2 separate regions of the Sus scrofa genome follow, and region 1 is linked to region 2. A link is a contact called in public HiChIP or PLAC-seq data. All regions are on one chromosome and are shown on one strand. Each heading gives the region's core, a stretch centred on a gene start, on an enhancer-like site or on the middle of the called end of the contact. The rest is flanking DNA. Distances are from core to core; before and after follow the strand shown.

What was found. HiChIP or PLAC-seq counts read pairs in DNA pulled down with a chosen protein or histone mark.
Region 1: an H3K27ac HiChIP or PLAC-seq map of alveolar macrophages shows a contact between it and region 2. The contact joins two enhancer-like sites. A contact is called at or near these places in 2 of 2 datasets of contacts at active chromatin or transcription factors (alveolar macrophages and skeletal muscle).

Annotation. Positions count from the first base shown.
Region 1 is chr1:98,837,501-98,843,176 of Sscrofa11.1, reverse strand. All of the region lies in intron 13 of DYM (dymeclin), which reads left to right. Among named protein-coding and RNA genes, the nearest start is that of DYM, 180 kb to the left of the region's middle. Within about 2 kb of position 3,231, at least 5 of the 83 cell types and tissues checked have an H3K27ac peak or open chromatin away from gene starts, as enhancers often do. A contact at or near this core is called in alveolar macrophages, where this site is marked.
Region 2 is chr1:98,372,611-98,378,404 of Sscrofa11.1, reverse strand. All of the region lies in intron 9 of CTIF (CBP80/20-dependent translation initiation factor), which reads right to left. Among named protein-coding and RNA genes, the nearest start is that of TRNAD-GUC, 150 kb to the right of the region's middle. Within about 2 kb of position 2,609, at least 51 of the 83 cell types and tissues checked have an H3K27ac peak or open chromatin away from gene starts, as enhancers often do. A contact at or near this core is called in alveolar macrophages, where this site is marked.

The sequences.
Region 1 (5,676 bases), core at 1,982-4,481, 460 kb before region 2:
TGGTTTACTTGAAGTGGGATATACTTGATCACATTGAAACAGTTCTGATGACATGACTGAGAATGGCTCTTTATATGTATTTTTTCATTTATGTATCAGTGGATATTTCATAGACCACCACACAGAAAGGGAAACCTAGAAGTCCTTTCTGATAGGTTTTAAAAGAAGGTTTTAGTTTTTAGTTTACCTAAAAGTGACCCCCTGGAGTTCCTGTTATGGCGCAGTGGAAACAAATCCGACAAGGAACCATGAGGTTGTGGGTTCAGTCCCTGACCTTGCTCAGTGGGTTAAGGATATGGCATTGCCATGAGCTGTGGTGTAGGTCGCAGATGCGGCTCGGATCTGGCGTTGCTGTGGCTATGGTATAGGCCGGCAGCTACAGCTCAAATTCGACCCCTAGCCTGGGAACCTCCATATGCCACAGTGGAACCCCAAAAAGCAAATAAATAAATATAAAAAAATAAGTGACCTCTGAAATGTGAATAAAACATTTCACAACCAAAAATTTTTTTAGCAAATTACTGAGTCTTTTACACAGATTCTGTTTTCCTCATGTATCTAGAAACCCCATGTTTTATGTTCAGATTGAATTAGCTTAAACAGATTTTGTTTGCAGAAATCTTCGATTCCTTATGAAGAAATAAGGATAGTGTGAAGATTTTATAGTAGTATCTGCTTTTACATTACAATGATGAAATGGAGTATTTGTGATAATTAAACGATTGAGGCATTTTCAAGCCTATTTTTTTCTTTCATAGTGATATATAGTACTTACTTGAAATTGTGCTTTTCTTTCCTACCAAACCATTTGCATCTATTTTGCTGATGTATATTGCAAACCATAATTAGTAATTCTGACCAGTCCAAACACTGATAGTGATGTAATCTTAGACCATTTTGTTTCAACTTTCTTAAAATTGGATCATATACAAGTGTTATGAATTTTGAAGTAATAATATATCTGCGGCAAATAAAGTGAAAATAAACCTTATTGAAGGCTATCTAACTATCATCATTCCACATATAAAGTATTCACAGCTTGAAGTAATATTCTGCTTTAGCCTTTTATTCTTGATAGCAGTTAACGATGCTGTGCTGTGTTGAAAGGATTTCATCAAATGTATCAGTCAAATTTAGGTTCAGCTGTGAGTAACTGAAAAACTGACAATCCTAGTGGTTTAAAGAAGAAAGAATTTTATTTTTCTCCAGGTAGAAGTTTAAAGCAGACCTTCAAGGGCTGATTAAGGAGACTCTGCTCCAGGAAGTCTATTACTAGTTTCCTTTGTCTGCTATAACAAATCACCACAAACTTAACTGCTGAAAACAACACAAATGTATCATGTCACAGTTCTGTAGGTCAGAAATCTGGCTTAGTTCAGCTGGTGTCTCTGCTCCAGGTTTCACAAGGCCTAGATCAAGTTGTTGGTCTATTGGGCTCTTCTCAGGAGGCTCTGGGGAGCACCTGCTTCTAGATTCCAGGTTCCTTTTGATTGTAGAACTTAGATTCCCATTTCCTTGTTGATGCTTTTCTGGGAGCTGCTCTTAGCTCCTAGAAGCCTCTTGTACAGGCCCCTACATTTCAGAGCCTAATGGCACATCAGATAGTTGGCATGCTTGGAATCTCTTTTATTCTTTGGCCACACCCCCCTGACTCTAGCCAGAGAGAGTTCATTGCTTTTAAGGGCTCATGTGATTAGCTTATGCACATCTGGACAGTCCAGGAGACTCCCCATTTTAAGATCTGTAGTCTTAATTACATCTGCTCATTCCCTCTTTGACTTAGAACATGCGCACAGGTCCCAGGGATTAGGGCATGGGCATCTTGGGGGTAAATTCCTTTCATTGTACCGCCACCACCCCTAGGGGCTGAGCTTTCTGGTAAGGGTCCCAGTTAGCATCTGAGTTCAAGCCCCAGAATGGAGGAGACAAAGAATAAAAGGTGAGTTAAGGCTCCAGGTGACTCTGGAAGGAAGGAAGGAAGGTTTTCTGAAGCGGCCTCAATATCTCTTAAGCCAGAATTTAATCACCTGACCACATGTAGCAACAGGGGAAGCTGAGAAATAGAGTTTTTAATCATTGCAGCCATGTGCTCTGCTATAAAAGTCTGTTGCCAGAGAAGGAGAAAAATGGATACCTGGAGAACAACGAATAGTTGTATTTTTTCTACTTCCTGGAAAACAAAAAACTAGAGGAGATGATGGTAGCACAGCTACCATACCGGAAGAGTGGGACAACAGTGGCTTCCAGAGTGAAAGGCTCTTAGGGGAACACTGAAGAGAAATCCTCAAATAATGCACTTGACATCAGAGCACATATTTCTCTGCCTAGAAGAGCATCTAGCCTTGATTCTTTTTCTGTGCTTATGTACCCAGCACAGTGCTTTCACAAAGTAGGTTTTAGTAAATATTTTTGGAATGAATAAAAAAATGTTGCTACTCATATGGCATTTGGAGTGAGATAAGCTGTTTTATAAAGCTACAGTGGATTTTTTTTAAAAATCCAGCTGTTCTGTGAAAATACATTCTTGGATATTGAATTGAATCTCAACTAGAAATCCCCACACTACCTAACTGATCTGTCCATTTTTGCATTTATGTGGGTCCTTAATGCCCACATTTAAGTATCTTGAGTACCAAAAAAAAAAAATGTAAAAGTACCATTTATGAATAAGAAATTTAGTTTTAGTCCAACAGAATTTCTCTAGGGCTAACTGTAATGAGGCAGAAAGTGATAAATTGTTCAAAGTGCTGAGGGATATAGAAGGAAGAGAGGCGTAATTCTGACCTAGGATAAAGTGAAAGACTCCATGCAGTACATGGCAGAAGCTGAGAAAGTATGCATAATATTTCAACAGGTAAAGGTAGGGGAATAGGAAAATCATACATATGGTGAAAAAACATCAATGGTCTGACAAGAATTTTGGTAATATTTAGAACTGCCTGTGATTATAGAAGAATTGCTTGCTTTTTATTTTATATCAATGTTTACTTCTGAACTTTTGTGCAACCTCTGTTCCTTTCCCTGTTAGCAAAAGTAAAATCACATACAGACACTGTTTTAGGAACCATGTCGATGTGGCCTTTTTCACTTCTCATGAGTACCCCAACCTACATTTAGACTTTGACTGAGGTTCTTCCGGTAATTTTTTAGCTCTAGATGTGCTAGTACAGTGTGAGACATTTTAATGGCTGTTTAATGTCATTATCTTTGGATCTAGACTGCCACTAACTCAAAGGAACTGGACACAAATAGATTCACCCCACCCTGCTCTGTTTTGGGGCATGCTGACGCTAATAACTAAAAGGGGTGTGGTTGCTTTCATATATTTCAGTGTCTTTCACATAGAACAGTATAACAATGACCTATGTTTCAGCTTAACCTGGGAAAACACTGAGGTAACTTAAGCTATTGAGCAGTGGTTATGTACCTTTGGAGACAGCGTAGAAGATTGATGGAAAGCAAAGAGCCGTGAGGCCCTTCTCAAATCCCAAGCTGCTACGATTCTGCGTTTGAATTTTGTGTTTTGTTCTCCTGTTGATTTCCTGTTTTTCTTGGTGGCAGCCACACGAGCCACCAGGGCTCTCAGGCAACTTTACTCCTCCCATAGCAGCACTGCTCTGCTAGTTCTCTGTTCCTTGTTGCACATCAGCTTTCATTTGAAGAAAGGGTTTTCAGGAGTTCCCTTGTGGCACAGTGGGTTAAGGGTCCAGCGTTGTCACTGCAACAGCTTGGGTTGCTGCTGTGTCTCCAGTTCAAACCCCGGCCTAGAAACTTCCACATGCCACAGGAATAGCAGAGAGGGAGGGAGGGAGAGAGAAAGGAGGGAAGGGAGGGAGAGAGGAAGAAAGAAAGGGTTTCCATTGCCTTATTTATTTATTTATTTATTTTTGTCTTTTTGCCTTTTCTAGGGCCGCTTCCCGTGGCATATGGAGGTTCCCAGGCTAGGGGTCTAATCGGAGCTGTAGCCGCCACTCTACGCCAGAGCCACAGCAATGCAGGATCTGAGCTGCGTCTACAACCTACACCACAGCTCACGGCAACGCTGGATCTTTAACGCATTGAGCAAGGGCAGGGATCAAACCCGCAACCTCATGGTTCCTGGTCGGATTCCTTAACTACTGCGCCATGACGGGAACTCCCTCCATTGCTTTAAATAAGTACATGCATACATACCTTCATCAATAAATAACTAAGGTGAAAATTAGGAAATGCTTCTTTAAACGATGTAATAATTAGGCTAATCTTAAGGTTCCTCAAACTTCTCAAAAGGCAATATGTTATTCTGAGGTATGCTGTCCATCTAAAAGACCTAAAAGAATAATAGCATTTTTAAAGTAGCATTAGTGAAGTCAGTGGTTTTTTAAAAATAATGACTCTAGTTATTTAAACTCTGTATTTTCTTATATATTTGTAACATAAAAACATTCTCTTTTGTCTTTTATTTATTTCTGCATATAGGTTATTGAGTTTTTCTGCTTGGCTCTATCATTTACTCTCTCTTGTTCTAGAGTTTTATCTGTTAAAAGATAGAATGTAGATTCTTATGGAGGAAATCTGTTTTATTAATTATAAGGCATATGTCCCAAGCTCCCAAACCAAGTATACTGAGTGTTTTGAATTAAATATTTAGTGTTTCATCGACTCTTTCCTCTGACTTCCATTAAGACCTCTAGAAATAGTTCTTCTCTAATAAGCCTTTTGTTTCTTTGGGGCCAGTGCACGGATTGATAGGGAATGAACCATTGCTGTACTGTTCAATGTGTGGTAAGCTTTTCTCGGTAACATATCTAACTTCAGTATAATTCATTTTTGGTGAGATGGTCAGTTTCTGTCAGAGCAGGAAATACTTGGTTTTTGTTCTCAGCAGATAGTAGTACTTATTTGGGAATAGTAGGACATTTTTGATGATGGCATGGAACAAGAAACTTTAAAAAGGGCTCGATAGTAAAGGTTTTTACTAAGACAAATGATCTGTGCTTGAACAGGATATATAGAACTGAGCCCGGAATCTATAACCTAATTTTCTTCTTCCCTTGAATCCATTTGGTATGTTTGACTAGCAAAAGCTAATATTTCCATAGGTGATTGTTTTTAATTTTTTAGGACAGTATAAAAATTGCTTTATTATGTACCGAAAGTTTCACCTTGTTGAGTTGACAAATACATATCTATTATCATGATCAAGATAAGTTTTATCTCCCTAAAGATTCCCCTGTACAACTCTATAGTCATACCCTTCCAGCCACCCAAACCTTATTCGGTTTCCTTGTAAGTGAAACCGTCTGAGATGTAGTCTTTTGAGTCTGGATATTCATCTGTTTTGTTAGACCATTCCTTTTTATTGCTGGCTAGTATTCCATTGTATGGATACTATAGTCTATCCATTTATCATTTGAAGGACATTTGGATTGTTTTCATTTGGGGGCATTTATGCATGAATTATTATAAGTATGTGTGAAGAATTTTGTGTGAATGTAAGTTTTCTTTTGGGTAAATGCCTAAGATGTTGTCTTTGGGTTATATGATAAGTGTATATTATAAAGAAACTGTTAAACTCTTTTCCAAAGTGATAATACCATTTTGTATTCCTACTAGCAATGCATTTTCACCAATAACTAATATTATCTTTTTGTAAAAGCTATTCTAATAAATACATAGTGATATCTCATTGTGCTT
Region 2 (5,794 bases), core at 1,360-3,859:
CTTTCTACACATGGAGCATGAGAGGGAGAGAGAGCGCGGGAGAGGGAGGGAGAGAGAGAGTGTGCACAAGAGCAAGTGCGAGTCAGGCAGCTGGGAGTGTGCAAGGTCAACGTTCAAGAGGGCAGGAGTCAATGTGCTCTGCTCGTCGGAAGGCAGCCTGTGGCAGGCGGGCAGCTGAATTCCCATCTAGTGGGAAGAAGCCTCTCCAGCCAAGAGAACAGAACGGGAGGGCTGGGCTGGGCTGGACACCTAAGCTGTGAAGCCACAGGTTCGTGTCAGGCTGAGACATGCAGCCCCAGGTTCGGGAGTGCCCTGTCACTGCTCCCTACCCACTCCTCAATTTCTGCCACCCAGCGGACCTTACAGGCCTGGGCTCCCCAGGCCCCGGGACACGGGGCACCCAGGTGAACTGAGCTGTTTTGGACTCAACCAGGGCACTGTGCCTGGGTTCCAGGATTTCTTGGACCTGTGAAATCTGAGGGTTGCCAACGTTTTATTTTGCTAAAAGGATGTTTTTTAGAAAGCTTCCATCCATCATTTCATAAAAGAAAGGACAATGCCAAGATAGTAGGAAGGATGCAATCTCAGAATAATAGCCGGTCCTTCCCGGATAGGGCGGTTGGCGGCTGTTCAAATCACGCCATACATAAACCACGCTGGTGCAGAACGCAATGTAGACCAGCTTTGGTTTGAGGCCTGGCCCCCCGAAACCGCTCAGCTAGGGCTCTCCCAGCTGGTACTTGTGTCTAACAGGCCTCCTTCCAGCCCCGATTCCGGGCCAAGGCACTTACTGGTCTTTTGGACCCGGAGAGGAGGCCCAGCACAGGAGTTAGGACACAGGACAGGGAAATGTCAACTGGAGAAAAAGGAGAAAACTCTTTGTCCTCCGGGGTGTGCTGGGAAGACGGGTAGGGGCAGGGGAGAGGGGTGTACCCCGCCAAGCTCCCCTCTGGCTCTGCTTCCCCAAACTGGGTAGCACGGTGGCCAGTGGTGGGGGTGGGGGACAGCAGCTGCCCCAGGCTGCAGGCGCCGGGCATTCCTACTCTAAGCTCCCCACATGTCCCCAGAGTCCCCAGCCCCCTTTATAAGGCACAGGGAGCCAAGGAGTCTGTGTGGCCCCGCCAAGTCAGCCCGGAGGCCCGGAGGAGGGAACCCAATCCGAGGTGAGGTGGAGCCGCCCTCCTGTGCCAGCCCTAGGAGCTGCCGCCTGCAGCTTCCCAGAGCCCCTGGCATCTGACCTGTGGCCCTCTGGGTGCCCTGGGGGCCTGGGATCCAGCCAAGGAAGAGAAAGCCAGATGCCTGAGAGGGCCTGGGGGGTGGGTGGCGCTCATGCCCCCCGGGCGCTGCACGCTTTAAATAGCTCAGCTTCTCTCAGCCTAGCAGCCCGCCAGCTTCTTCTTACACTTTCCACACCAGAGACGGCTGATTTCTGGGTCTGGATGGGGAGCGGGTAAGAGGACGGGGTGACCTGGCCTCCATGGGCAGCGGAGTTGAGGAAGGAAAGCAAAGTTCCCTCTGTTCCTCTACAGCTCGTGGGACTTCATCCTCCAGGCCAGGCAAGCATCCTCAGCCCCTGATGGGTGAGGGCCTCATAAGCTCTCCTGTCTCCCAAGGGAGACGTGTGTACCCAAGCCAGGCCACACTCTGCTCAATAAACCCAAGACCAACACCCACATCCCAGAGAGCCTCCATGGCCTCCCTCCCTGCCCCAGGTCCGATTCCCGCAGGGCCCACTCTTGGTGGGGCCATGACCCACCACCGCCCCAGAACCTCCTGGGGCCCCTGCTCCTTCCTGCTGCCCCCGCCAGGCTCCTCTAGCCCGGCTCTGTCTTTGGCAGCCTCAGCATTCACCAGTCCAACCATCACAGCTCCTTCTGTTTAGGTGGCACTTTACAGTTTACAAACTATCTTCACAGCCTCATTTCATAAGAACTTTCCAACCACCCCGCACAATGCACAGGGTAGATATAAATAATCCCCCTTTTAGAGCCAACGAGACCAAGAGCCAGCGAGATTAGGGGATATATCTGAGTTCATAGGTCAAATCACTGATACAATCGAGACCGAAACCCAGGCCTTAACCATGTGCCCTGTACGAAGAATGTCCCCTCTTGCCGCGCCCCTCCCCTTCTCCCACTGTCTGGCAAGAGGGGACAGAGGAACATTGACAGGAACACAAGACAAGGGTGAGGGAGGGCAGGGTCACACGTCTTCTCTCCCAGGCCCTGAACCCTGCTGCTGGCTCCATAGGTCACTTTCACAACCCAGGACAAAAATCTCACTAGATACGGCCTCAGACCGCCTGGCTCCAGCCACCCTCGCCGGCAGACGCAGACACACAGAGAACAGGCTGTTATCTCTCCTCTCCAGCCCGTTTCCTACACTTCTCACACAGCAGATTTCTTCCAGCCTGGCTGCCTCTCCCAGTCACCACCCACAGCCACTGGCCCCTGGGGCCTGGCCAAGTCCCCTAGACAGTGACGCCGAGTCCCTGCTATCAGACAGTCGCCTCTGCCCTCCCAGCCGCCGCCCCCAGAGTTCCCTGGAAATGTCCCTTCTGCAGGCCCGGCCCCCACGGCGACGCATGGCTTTGTCTGCACACACAGCTGACTTGTGTTTGCAGGGACAGACAGGGGCTGGCGCTGGGGCCAGAGCCAGGAGGCGCTGGGAGGGTAGGGCAGACGACGGGGAAAACACAAAGTCCAGAGAACAAACTGTTGCAAGCAAGCCCTCTGGGGTCATTTGGGAGCCTGACAGCAAGGAGGGGGCTGGCGAAGCCAGAAGCTCCTCGAAGACAGGGATGGGGTACTTTACAAAGATACTTCGTCTGGTCTGAGTACAGCAAAGCTGTGCCAGCCAGGAAGGGTAGGTTGACAGAGGTGGGGGCCTGGGGACAGATGGCAGGGAGAGACAGGGCCTTGAGACCATCTACACTCCTTTCTCTGAAGCCCCACCCCAGCGCTCTGCCCCCTAGGTATACAGCGGGTGCTCTATAGGTGCTTGTTAAGCTCAGTCAGCCTCCAGCCATCTTGCCCCCATGGGGTTCTCATTCCAACCAGCTCTCAAGCAGGCTGCCTCTTCTGTCGGGGCTGGAGGGAGAGGAATGGGGCACCCGGGGCAATGCACCAGCACAGTATGTTTTTGAACTTCCCTTTTATAAGGCAGAAGAGCCACAGTGTCTGCGTGGTCACACCACGATTACAGGGAGAGGATGTGCACGCACCCCGGGCCACAGAGGCGCACAGGGGAAAGAGCTGTAGTAAGTGTCCCTCGCCTTCCCGCAGCCCCTCTTCCGACTTTGTCTGTTTTGAACTCTGGGCTACTTAACCAGATTCTGAAATGAAGCCACAGCTGCTGAAATGCATAGGGGTCATAATAAATCAAGCTTGGGGGTGGGGAAGGGAAGTTTAAAAAAAAAAAAAAAAAAAAGGCAAGGCATGGCAGCAGCAGGGAAGAAGGCTTTTCACAGTGTGGCTCCTTCTCCGGAGTGACACTCTGGGCTGGGTGCCGGGGAAACCTTAGAAGGGCTCCTTTGGGATTGAGCAACCAGGCTGCCTCGGCTCACACCCCAGGGTCCTCACTTCTTAATAATTTAGAATGTCAGAAATGAGACAGCATGCAGGCGTGCATGCTCTGTCTTCCTTTTGACTTTGCGGGCCTCATGTCCTGTCCTCTCAGGCTTGGTGGGCAGTGAGGAGTGGACCAACTAGTTGAAGATGCCGCCACTCCTTCCTCTGGCTTAGACAGGTGACAGAGGCTTGAAGCCTCATCTGAGACATGATCCACTTCCTCTGTGGCCAGGGCCTGTCATAGGAGACTTAAACTGCCCCTGACCATGGAGCTGCCAACAAAGGGGCACTCACAGATGCCCATGTGCCCAGGGCATCAGAAGCGCCCACTCAACAGGACCCACTGTAACTCAGAGTTGCAGCCTCCAGCCCCTGGGACTGCCAAGTGGAGCAAATCAAACTGACCTGAGTTCCCTTTGACTTTTTTCATGAATCACGATGGTTCTGGGCTGGAAACTAGTGGGTGGGATGGCCACGGAAGAGAAGCTGAGGCCAGCCGGGGACAGCCTGGTGGAGAGGGACACCTCTGCCCCCTGTTCCCACTGACAGGCAGGGAGCAGCAGACCCTGAGTAACCAGAGCTCAGGTCTGGAAACCATCTCCAGATTCTTTCAGCCATAAGATGACAATGGAGAGATCACATGGCCACTGTTCTATCTGCAGGGGAGGAGGCACCAATCGAGTCATCTGAAAGGCATCTTCTTATCTCATTTTCCCCCACTTACTTTCTACCTTCTACCTGGTCCTGCCCCATGCCCAAAACAAATACCCCTCCAGCCAATAGAGGCACTTGGGCAGCAGGACAGTCTGAGGAGGTGTGGTATAGGGCAATGGGGGTGGGGAGGCACTGGGGTCCAGCTCCGCTTCTACCACTGACTGGCTGTGTGACTTCAAGTGTCTGTGTGACTTCAAGTGTATTTCCTAAGCTTTCTAGCACTTCCCCCGCCTTTTCTATCACTTTCTTTAGCCACATGTAGAATGGAACTAATAATGCCCACCTTGCAAAAGTCTAATGAGTACTTAGGGTGCACAGTATCTGCACACAGCCAGTGCACGATAAATGCCTGCAGAGTGACTGCCGTCCTGGAAGGGGGAAAAGGACAGTGCTCTCAGCCAGACACCTGACAGGAACCCTTAGACCCTGGGGGAATGGCACTATGCAGGCCCACCCTGGGGGTCTGGAAGGGACTCCCAGACCAGAGGTGTCTTGTCTCAGGGCTGGGGCCCCACAGAGGCTGGAAACTGCAACACCAGAGGGTGACTGTGGCAGAGTCACCATTGTATGGCTGAAATCTTCCTTGTGGGAAAACGCAGAGGACCCAAGGTGCTGGGCTGGACTGGGAGGGGCCTGCAGGCAGGTGAGGCTTGCCTTGCGTGCCGGCACCCCCTGCAGGCTGCTCTGCCCACAAGGCAGGCGCTGACTCCCTACCCCAACCAGGAGGGAGGGGAGGAATGGCTAGGACTGCAGACCCCTCCACGTGGGGAGCATCTGCTCTTTTTTGGTCAACTCACCAGCAGCAGCGGCAGTTAACAGGCACTGTCTGTATGCACAGAATGTCTGCTTTAGGATAACAAATTGCTGAAAGGGACCTATGCAATCACTTTTAACCCCCTAATTTAAGGGTGAGGAAGCTGTCAGAAGGGTGGAAGGATGGGCCAGCTGAAGGCAGAGCTGGAGCAAGGGATGGGGATCCTGCAGCTCAGATGCCTCCAATACTGCACCTTCAAGTCCCCTACTTCTGAGCAGCAACCCATCTTCTCTTCCTGCCCCAGTCCGCCCCCAAATGTTTCCCAGGCTCTCTCCAGTCCTGGACCTGCACGCAACCTTCAGAAGCCCAGGGACTGTGGGAGCAGAACGGGAGGCGCCATGAACCCTGCTGCTTGGTGGGGATACTGACCACACCCCTGGACCACATGAGGACACTGAGGCCCGCAGCCAGGCAAGATGCTGGCTTCAGACTTCCTGTCTCCTGCCGTACCCCTCAAGGCTGGCCAGAAAAAATGTGCTGGGAGAGGAGGAATGGGGCTTCTGCAGAGGAAGGGGAGGTAAATGCTGTGGAGGTTACTTTGTGAATCTGTCCAGCCCCAGGCATCATGTGTAAGTAACCCTTCTTCTGCAGGCTGAAGGGCTGCTGCGGGAGGAAGAGGCTGTGAGACAGCAGCAGCGATGCAGGCTATGTGCGGATATGGAGAGCATCTCCACATGGCTCCTGGAAGCAGCTGATC